Linked DNA regions of Mus musculus: region 1 is linked to region 2. A link is a contact called in public Hi-C data. All regions are on one chromosome and are shown on one strand. Each heading gives the region's core, a stretch centred on a gene start, on an enhancer-like site or on the middle of the called end of the contact. The rest is flanking DNA. Distances are from core to core; before and after follow the strand shown. Region 1 holds the start of Tpst2 (protein-tyrosine sulfotransferase 2). Region 2 holds the start of Crlf2 (cytokine receptor-like factor 2).

Region 1 (5,285 bases), core at 2,015-4,514, 2.7 Mb before region 2:
GGTTTGTAATCACTGAGGTTTGCAAAGGGCAAACTGGACTGCTGATGACATCATGCCCCCTCCTATCCCCAGGAGGTAGCAGCTACTTGTACTCTGCAAACTCAGCCCAGGGGTAGCAAGAAGCAGCAACAGCTCCAGGCCTGGCTTCCAAGCAGAGCCGGTGATACTAAGAGAGGTGGTGCCAGCTCTCTGACCTTGCCATCTTTCTCCCACAAGCCAGCCTAGGTCAAGAGCCTGGCAAATGAGAGCATCCACTTGGCAGCCGGGCCACCAGCTGCCATCTCTCCAGCAATAATGTCTGTTCCCCCTTGTCCTCCACTGCAATTTCTCCAGCTTGGCCCAGCCCTTCAGCTATTTCAAATGACTCATGTGCCCATAATTCCTCCTCAGCCCGCGGCTTGGGATGGGGGAGAGGGGCATCCCAGACCTCTGCGGTATGTCTGACACTGGGCAGGCAGCAAGACATGGACGGTACGGGGCAAGTACAGACTTCCTCTCAGGGGAACTTCTGCGAGGTCGCTTGGCACGTCAAAGCCACCCAAACCGTACCTGAGCTCTCGAAAGATACACTTATGAAGCCACACGACTCACAGTCTAGCTACAAATACACCCACAATGCCCTGGAGGCTTTCTGGAGCTCAAGATGCCATACTGAGCTCTGAGGATGTACGTTCATTCCCCAGCAGGGACTCGAGGCCCAGGGAGCTCCCTTGATTCCTAGACTACTTTCTTCACCAAGGAACTTGTGGAGAACGGTGGAGCTACACTAAGTGCCGGGGGCTCTGTTTCCCCAGTTCTGTCACCAGCCACAGCCAGATGACACCATGCAGGACCTGTAGGGCAATGCTGTTTTAAACCCTGCAACAGGTAACTACCAGAAGCCTGGACTGACGTTCAGAAATCGGACTCCCTTCAAGAACGTAGCTCAAGGCTATGGAAATAGTTCACTGGGTAAGAGATCATGCTAGGCTAGCCTGCGGAACAGAGACTGGGTCTCTGCATGCCTGGAAAAGGCTGGGTGTGGTGGTACACAGCTTTGATTCCAGCAGTTAGGAGGCACGTGGATATCTGTCAGATGCAGGTCAACCAAAGGCTACACAGTATGGTCTTGTTTCAAAAAGAAAAAAAAAAAAATCTGAGTTCAGCAGCGTGTGCCTGCAATCCCCGAGTTGGAGTTATAAATTAGTCCCAGAGGCTCCCTGGCCGGCCATTCTAGGCAAAATGGCAAGTTCTGGGTTAAGCAAGAGACTGTGCCTCAAAAAACAAGATGAGGCTCGACAGAGAAAGGCATCCTACATCAACTGCCGGCCTCCCCAGACCCTACACGTGCACAGACACACACACCACCCACAATAATTATAAAAGGAGTTCAGTTCTATTGGAAGCTCGATCTCCTAGCTTGCCGGAGGCTCTGGGTTCCACCCCAGCACTGAATGCAGAAGGTGTCACGATGCACACCTGTATAGCACTCAGGAAGTGGAGGCAGGAGGAACAGAGGCTAAAGGTCATCTTCAGTTCCATAGTGACGTGAAGGCCAGCCCGAGTCACAGGAGACCCTGTCTCAATACACACTTTCTCGACGGAGCTTGCACACACACACACACACATGCACACATGAACGCGCACCCCCCCCCTCACTGTGGGAAGCACAGTGACTCTCTTTTATAACCTTACCTCCCCCAGCACAGGAAGAGGGTGGGCAGGTCCAGGCCCTAACCCCAACAGGTACTGAAGCTGTCAACCACAAATCTGCTCACCACTGCTGCTTACTAGCAGGTCCCAGGAACCGCCCGGATGACATGCAGGGTACCCCTCAGAGCACTAATGAACTAGGAAATCATTTATAACAAATGCATTGAAGCCAGGAAGACGCTGATGTTTCAGAAGAAACGAAACATATTCAGAATTTATGGGAAACCTCAAGCCAGGCAAGTGGCACAAGCCTCTAATTCCAGCACTCCGGGGCTGAAACCGGAGAGTCTGGGGTTCAAGGTCAGCTTGAGGTAGATAAGACTTGGTCACAAATATCATCATAACCATCACATTCCAGAGGCAGTAAAGTGGTAAGGCACTTTGGGAGTTTGGCAGCTCCTCAATAGGTTAAACTTTAAAGGGATCCTGAAATTTAGGCAAAACTGAAAAGAGAAATACAGTGTGTGTATTCCCAGCAACAATACTAATCACAGCCATAAAGGAACATCAACCCACTGTCCATCTACAAACCAATGGACTACACACACACACACACACACACACACACAATATCCACACTAGGAAATACTATGCACATGAGGAACCATACACAGAACCACCCAGAGCAGAGAAATCCATAGACAGATAGTAGTGTAGATGAAGGTGAGCCGGGGTCTGGGGAAAGAGGTTTGGGAGTTGAGGGTTAGGGACTGCTGCTTTGGGGGATGTACAAATGTTCTAAAAGTAGACGAGGATCAGTGCGTAATGTGAGCATCCTAAAACCCACCAACCACCTAAAGTTTACTTCCAAAAGAAGATTTATATGGTTAGTGGATCAGACCTTCAGAAAAAGTGTTACAAAAAAAAAAATCCTTAGATACGGTTTTTAAAACAAGATATGGTAAATGGAATGAGCCCAAGGCGAGGCAAGGCGGGTACAGCGGTTCACAAATAACTTAACAGCTTCTTCAGGGTAACGAAACAAACCCAGTTCTGTATGTCCGGAAACAGAGGCTGGAGAAAGGGCATGTCCCCAATACTAAGCCGGAGCCTCCCAGCCCGATCTGCCCCAATGCAGAAGCTGGGCCTAACTAACCATCGGGCATCCCTGCTAGAATGAAAGAAACAAGGGGTTGGGGAGGGCAAGGAACAGTATGAACACCGGGAGCAGTGGGTACAGGGGCAGCCACCTCTGGGGGGAGGGGGGAGGGTCACACGCTCGCTCGCGCGCACAAAACCCCGCGGGAGAGTTTCTGCCCCGTCCTAGCTGTGAGTCCCAGCGCCCGGGCACGTGACCCCAGGCCTCAGTTTCCCACGTGTGAAGCAGGAAGCAAGCAAAACAGGGCAGAGCAAGAGAGGTCTACGCGTTCTTAAGAACCACCGTGGGCCGCGACCTCCGCAAGTTAACTTCCCCGCGGCGCCGCGCGGGTGGGGCTCCAGGCCACGCGCGTCCTCCCGCGGCGACCAGGCCTGTCCGCGCCGCCCACCGTCCGGACCGCGCCACGCAGCCCTGACCTGGTACTGGCCGAGGCCGCTGCCACCTACCGTGCCCAAATCGGCGCCCGCGCAGACTCCGGCTCCCTGCCGGCCGCCAGGGAGGCGCCGCGAGGGGCGGGGCCGCGTGTCGTGACGCAAGGGGCGGAGCCACTCGTGATCACGCCCCTGTCGCCTAGTGCTTGACCACGCCCCCAACGTCTATCGCTAGAGCCGCGACACTCCAGGCTTGCCCAGAGGGTTGGGGGCGGGACCCAGATAGGCCCTGCCCACACGCACGGCCTCCGCCACTCCCCCTCCCCTAGCTTCCCCTCTAGCGCCATGACGCAAGGGGTGTGGCCAAGAGAGCCCGCCCCTTCCAGCGTTGCCCCGCCCTCATCTCCTCCCCGGGGGCGGAGCCCCTGCCGTTAGAGCTTGCTGCTCTGGCTCCTTTAACTACGCAGGGCGTTCCTCCTCTGCACGGCATCCTTGAGGGCGCAGCCACAAGCTGGCGTTCAGACGCTGAGCGGGATGGCTGTCCGTCAGCGCAGGGGTGTGCACTATAGGTACAGGATTGGGTCCCAGAAAGGAGCCAGCCCAAGGTGTGCAGAGCAAAGGAGAAGGTGTAGGCTAGCCTCTCGCTGCGTCCTCTATAGCCTCTGTTTACAGCGCGCGCGCGCGCGCACGAGTTGTGGTGTGTTTTACCATTTTAAAATACATTAGATGGCTCGTTTGGTAAAGACGCTTGCAATCCCCGAAACCCGTGCAGAGATGGAAGAGTAGAACCGGCTCCACAAAGTTGTCTCCGACCTCCACACGTGTGCCTTGACACACAGTAATAAAAATAAATATTGAAAATAAAATCCTGGTGTTTGCGAGATGGCTTAGTGGGTAAGAGCGCCTGCCTCTAAGTCTGACGACATGAGTTCGATGAGGGACCCACATCATACAAGGACGTACCCCTCCCACCCAAACAAATCCTTTGACCTTCCAGGGTGTTGTGAAACCGTATACCCCAAACCTGTACAAAACTAAATGAAATTCATTTTTATACTAGTTACAACTAACACAAATATCTCTACAGGCCAGACAAAGCAAGGCACACAGATATGTGTTTGTCATTCATTCATTCATTCATTCATTCATTCATGTAGTCTATAAAACAGTGCCTGCCCTGTGGGAGATGCTGGGCTGACAAAGTCCCCGTCTTGGTGAAGCCAGTTACCAAAAATGAAACCACACAACATAGCATTTACTGAGTGCATATTTGAGATTTTTTTTTTTTTTTTGTGACTAACGACACAGCTCTGGGAGTTTTATACTATTTATGGGTGAAGAAAGATCAAAGAGCAAGGTCTGCCTGAAGGGGACTTCTGCTCCGCTGAGGGCTTTCTCTGAGCTTTATGATTCCACAAGTAAGCTGGATTCCCCTCAACAAGCCTTCCCAGCAGGGTCTGGAACTGGCCAGGCAAGAGTAGGTTCCAAAACTAGTCCAGGGAGGAAAAAATGAGGTGCTTACCTCATGACCCAAAGCACAGGCAGGGTGGCCTGTGCAACTAGTCATGAAAAGAACATTAGTCACAGCAGGGCCCGGGGGGGGGGGGGGGGCAGGATCCAGAAAGGAGGAGGTCAGCCTGGGGCCTTGCTTGAAGACAGGTAGGCAGGATGTGGTGGAAGGGGAGGATGTGGCCTGGCTCCTGTGCACTGTGGAAAGGCATCTATCTCCACAGGATCCTGCTGAAATGGAGACAGGGTCCATGTTCATCAGGGAAGAGTATGGCTAGATAAGATTTCTGTAGAGACCCCCTTGGGGTGCTTTTAGGGAGGAACAAGCAGGTAAGGGCTTTGGCTCATCCCAGGGGTGGTTAAGCATCCCAGGGTAGGCAAAGGATGCAGAGGAAGGATTCTGCTTCCACAGATGCTAGGAAGGCAGGAGAGGCAGATCTGATGGGACAGCTGGAATGAGCATGCTCTCAGTCACCCACCCAGATTAGCAAACACGCAGATCTTAATCTGTCACCTCCTGGATCGATAGGACACCCCCTGACCCCCTTGTGGATCAGCCTGGGAATCTAATGTGACTTTGAAGGCAGGTGGGTGAACCAGTCATCAATGTCCCT
Region 2 (5,259 bases), core at 887-3,386:
TACGGAAACTTAGCCTCCTGGAACCTTGGCATTCCCATAGCACATACACTCAAAACCTGTCCCCGAGTTAGTCTGGTGTATGGATCCCTGTGCTTTCTTTCTGTATTGTTTTAAGTGCCTTTAAGGATTGATTTTGACATATAGATAAGCCTCTACCAGTGTTCCAATGTCCTAGAAAGTCCTTGAAGCCTACCCTGAGCTTGCAATTCAGTAAGAATGTTTCCTATTCAGTAACATTCAAATTTACCTCTAGTAGAGACAGTGAAAATAATCAGGCATTACTATTTACTAGAACAGAGCTAGAAAAGCTCAAGGCTAGTCTGCATAGTAATTACTTAAAACAATAGCCAAGTCACATCCATAAACAGGAATACACAATGGCCTAGGAAATAGGTGGGTTGCGGTATTATTCATGAAAGGGTTAGTAAAATGGAATTCCCCTGGTGCAAGTTGTTCACTAGGCCCAGAGGAATAGGATAATCAGGTATTTACTAAAGGAGCCCTGGTGGTGGGTTTAACAATAGACTAGCATTGCATCAGAGCATTCACCTGGCTCCTGTGTTTAGCTGATCTTAATTAGGGTTGTTCCTATTCTCAGTTGTAAACACTGCCTGGCTCCCGCCATCTTTTTATGTATGCATTTTCTTTGTTTTGTGTTAAGAAACAGTGTACCTTGATGAATGTATCCATCAGCTTTCTTGTTTTTCTTCTGTATTATAAGACTGGTGCTGAGCGTGGTGGCACACGCCTCTAATCCCAGCACTGGGGAGGCAGAGGCAGGTGGATTTCTGAGTTTGAGGCCAGCTTGGTCTACAAAGTGAGTTCCAGGACAGCCAGGGCTATACAAAGAAACCCTGTCTCGAAAAAAAATCAAAAAACAAAAACCAACCAAACAAAAAGACTGGTGCTTGCTTTGAGAAAATAATCCAGATACACACTCCCTTGTGTCCATATTTATTTGTTATCCATGCCAACTCCTTGCTTGCCTGTAAGTACTGGAACCTCGTTCCCTGCAGATCGATGACCCAATTGAGGTTTGTCTGCAGCAGGAACAGATGTTTTGTTCCACTCACCAGTGATCCTAAGATTGTGTGGAGAGTCCTCTGGGGACCATGGGACCGTCTGCAGAGTTTGTGCACAAGGTGACCCGGAGCTGGTGCCGACTGGAAGGGCTGCAGTGCCCTTTCTTTTTTCTTTCTTTCTTTCTTTTCTTTCTTTTTTTTTTTTTTTTTTTGGTTTTTTGAGACAGGGTTTCTCTGTGTAGCCCTGGCTGTCCTGGAACTCACTTTGTAGACCAGGCTGGCCTCAAAATCACAAGAACAACGCACCTAGAGGTGTCACTGTTCACAGAAAGTAGGGTAACCTTATATTAATCATTAATTAAGTACATGGCTTACTCACAAAACCACAGGTCAATATGATGGTAGCCATTTCTCAATTGAGATCCCCGGTTCTCAACATCTTCAGGTTTGTGTCCTTATGAATGAAACCATTTTCCACCAAACTTTAGTAATTGGTGTAACAATGCACAGTGCTGCCCTGTTTGTAAGTTCAAATTTGTATATTACTTAAAATCTTTGTATGATTAAGTACGACTTTTGTTAAGACAAAGAAAAAGATATGTTCACTATTATCTAATATTTACATACCATTTAAGTTTCAACAAAGCGATTTACTTTTGTGCTGGGCCACCTAGAGACTGGGAAAGGGAGAAGCAGAAGTGACCTGGAACAGAAAGTCACACGATGGCCAGCCACCTCCATCTTGGTGAGGTCAATGTGCAACCAAATGACAGAACAAAGAAGTAGAGAGGAACAGACATATGGGAGCAACACCTCCCTTCTGTTTTTGGATAAAAGACACACAATTTTTATTATTTACAAGTAAGCCTTAAAAAGCACCACAAGAGCCGGGCAGATTAGATGGGCGGGGGCGGGGCCTTGGAGGTTTGGGGGCGGGGACAGGCCGCGAGGGGCGTGGTCGGGGCGCACGCGGAGTCCACCCCCCCCCCCCCGCCCCCCCCCCGCTTCCCCCTATCCGGGTGATTGATGGGAAGAGGAAGCCGGGCCACGCCCATGTCGGTGAGTCGCCGCATCCGTTTATTGCCGTGGCCCCGCCCCGTCGCCCCAACCCCCGCCCCCGGCTTCCCGTTTTCGGCTCTAAGCGGCCTGGGCGCCCTCGACTCGGACCGGCTCGGACCGAACCAGCTGTCAATCACTGCAGCGTCCGCGGCCCCGCCGGCGACATGGCATGGGCACTCGCGGTCATCCTCCTGCCTCGGCTCCTTGCGGCGGCAGCGGCGGCGGCGGCGGTGACGTCACGGGGTGAGGAGTGAGCGGGGGCGGGGCTGCCTGTCAATCGCCGCGGTGGGCGGGGCCCGAGCAAGAGCTACCAAGTTGCTTTTCGTCCCATCATTGCTTTTCGTCCCATCATGAATATGCAAATAAGGCCTCTGGCCCTCCTAAGGGCGATCGGATAGCGCTTCGTTTGCATATTCATTTTGATCTTTGCGTATGCATGAGCCCCGCCCTCCCCCCCTACGCTCGGCGCTTTCTCCTCAGTAATATGCAAATGAGACCTAAACCCCGCCTTGACCTCATTAGCATAGTGCTGCCGCCACAATCTCGCTCCTCCTCCTGAATATGCAAATAAGGCCTCTGGGCCGCTCCTTCTTTGCATATTCATATACAGCTTTCCCGCTTATATGCAAATAACGCTTCGCCCCTACCGAGTTCTCACTCATCGCTTCTCATTTGCATATCCATCGGGAGATACACATATTCATGAGCGATGTATTTCTGTCTTCCATCCCCTCATGAATATAGAATTGATGCCCTGTCCATATGGATCACTATGCATTTGCATATTTTCCCCACGATTTACATATGCACAAGCCTCAACGTCTTGCTCCAACGTCCCTGATCATGAATATGCAGATGAGACCTCAGATCTCCGAAATTGAATCTGCCCGCTCCTCATCATATACTGCTATTCTCATATGCACCAGCCACAAAGTCTTCCATCCTTTTCCCCTCATGAATATGCAAAGAATGCTTCCCCAGTCCATCTCCACTCTGGTTCACTGCCTGCTCATTTGTGTATCCATTGGTCGCTTTGCATAGTGGTGAGCCCCGCTTCCCTACCGCTTTCTTTGCGATCATGTATATTCAAATGAGGCTCCGACTTGCTAGCTGCTCATTTGCATATTCGAGAAGCGCTTTCCATATTCATGAGCCCCCAATCCTTTTCCTTTTCTCTGTTTGTGAATATGCAAATGAGGTGTCGCCCACCGCTACAGTTCTTGGGCCTCTCGTTTACATATTCATTCCCTATATTTGCGTACGAGCCAGAATGTCTTCCTCTGTCTTCCCCTGCCTAGTGCATATGCAAATGAGGCCCGGCCTGCTCCCAGCGCCCTAGCCAAGGGTCTGAGTCAGGGAAATGGCTGCGATGGCTCTTCTGGAACGCGCTGACGTCACGGGCTGCTCCCCTGATCCCCGCCCTGCCCCCGCAGGTGATGTCACAGTCGTCTGCCATGACCTGGAGACGGTGGAGGTCACGTGGGGCTCGGGCCCCGACCACCACGGCGCCAACTTGAGCCTGGAGTTCCGGTGAGTGAAGGGGGGCGGGGCAGAACTTCTGGTCTGTGACTTCCTGTCGGAATCATTGAATGATATATGGGAGGGGGCGGGATTTCCTCTCATTCCTCTTCACTCACTTGCTGTTCATTCTTTTAAACGCCTGAAAGAGTGGGCGGGACTTCCTGTCTAATTAATGATTGACAAATGATTAGGGACGGTACTTCCTTTCAGACTCTGATGAATGACAGGAAGGAGCGGTACTTCCTTTCTGCCCATCACTTTCTGTTTGAGGTGTTGAAATTCAGATGCTCGTGGGCGGGACTTCTGGTCCATCACTTCCCATCCAGCTGATCCTTCCCCCTTAATCCCCGACTCTGCAGTTATGGCACTGGCGCCCTGCAACCCTGCCCGCGATATTTCCTGTCCGGCGCTGGTGTCACTTCCGGGTGCATCCTCCCCGCGGCGAGGGCGGGGCTGCTGGAGCTGGCACTGCGCGACGGAGGCGGGGCCATGGTGTTTAAGGCTAGGCAGCGCGCGTCCGCCTGGCGTGAGTGGTGTGGGCGTGACATGGAGGGAGGGGGCGGGGCCTTGGGCGGAAGTACGCAGGAAGTTGCCTGATGATGTCTCTTCAACTCCCACTGAGTGGGGCAAACAGGAACTGGGCGGCGCTTAGACGGGAAGTTGGTCTTTGATACCGGAATTGGGCTCCAGGGGTTAGGCAGTGCTCTGATGATGTCACAGCTGCGCCTTTGGACTCCGGTGGGCGGAGCATAGACAGAAAGTGGTTCTTAGGAATGGGAAGTAGGCGTGTCCTGCTCTCTGAAGTGCGCCCCTTCCCTCATCCCGATGGGCATGGCCTTCATGAAACAGGCGGGGGTGGGACAGAAAGTGATGTCACCGCCACAACACCCAGACTCTCGGTGGGTGTGGATTAAGCCAAATGAGGTCACAGCAGCTCCTCCCACCCCCACCTTCCCCACCGCAGTGAAGCCCCGCCCACCTTGGAATGTGACGCTGCTCTGGACACCAGACGGGGACGTGACTGTCTCCTGGCCTGCCCACTCCTACCTGGGCCTGGACTACGAGGTGCAGCACCGGGAGAGCAATGACGATGAGGACGCCTGGCAGGCGAGTGAATTCATGGGGGGCAGGGCCGGCCCCTCCGTGACCTCTGACCCCACCTGCGACCTCCTGCCCCCGCACACTGCGTTTTCCAACCCTAACAATAGATGCATGGCCTTTGACCCCACCCATGACATTTGAATCCTTCCCGCCTCAGCCCGACCTCTCTCGCCTCTGGCCCCAAACTGTGACCTCTGAACCCTCCAGTGACCTCCGACCCCCTACAACCCCCCCCTCTCCGCAGACGACCTCAGGGCCCTGCTGTGACTTGACAGTGGGCGGGCTCGACCCCGTACGCTGCTATGACTTCCGGGTTCGGGCGTCGCCCCGGGCCGCGCACTATGGCCTGGAGGCGCAGCCTAGCGAGTGGACAGCGGTGACAAGGCTTTCCGGGGCAGCATCCGCGGGTGAGGGCTTGGCCTGGGGTTGTCAAGGCTTCACTGCGGGTGGGTGGTTGGCAGGGCCTGGGTGACTGAAAGACGGGTGGGCGTGACCTGCGATGACGTCATTGATACCAGGGATGATTGATAAGCGAATGGGCGGGGCTTGGAAGTGA

Evidence for each region. A called contact is a pair of places that touch in the nucleus more often than the background predicts.
Region 1: a Hi-C map of CD8 T cells shows a contact between it and region 2, with 10 times the contacts expected there. The contact joins the promoter of Tpst2 here to the promoter of Crlf2 in region 2. A contact is called at or near these places in 2 of 484 Hi-C or Micro-C datasets (CD8 T cells and regulatory T cells) and 2 of 115 datasets of contacts at active chromatin or transcription factors (Th17 cells and thymic regulatory T cells).

Annotation. Positions count from the first base shown.
Region 1 is chr5:112,274,724-112,280,008 of GRCm38.p6, reverse strand. It overlaps Tpst2 (protein-tyrosine sulfotransferase 2), which reads right to left and starts at 3,264. Exons shown (of 7, transcript NM_009419.5): 1 at 3,238-3,264.
Region 2 is chr5:109,555,870-109,561,128 of GRCm38.p6, reverse strand. It overlaps Crlf2 (cytokine receptor-like factor 2), which reads left to right and starts at 2,136. Exons shown (of 8, transcript NM_016715.4): 1 at 2,136-2,324; 2 at 3,515-3,611; 3 at 3,962-4,128; 4 at 4,567-4,709; 5 at 4,948-5,110. The coding sequence starts at 2,246.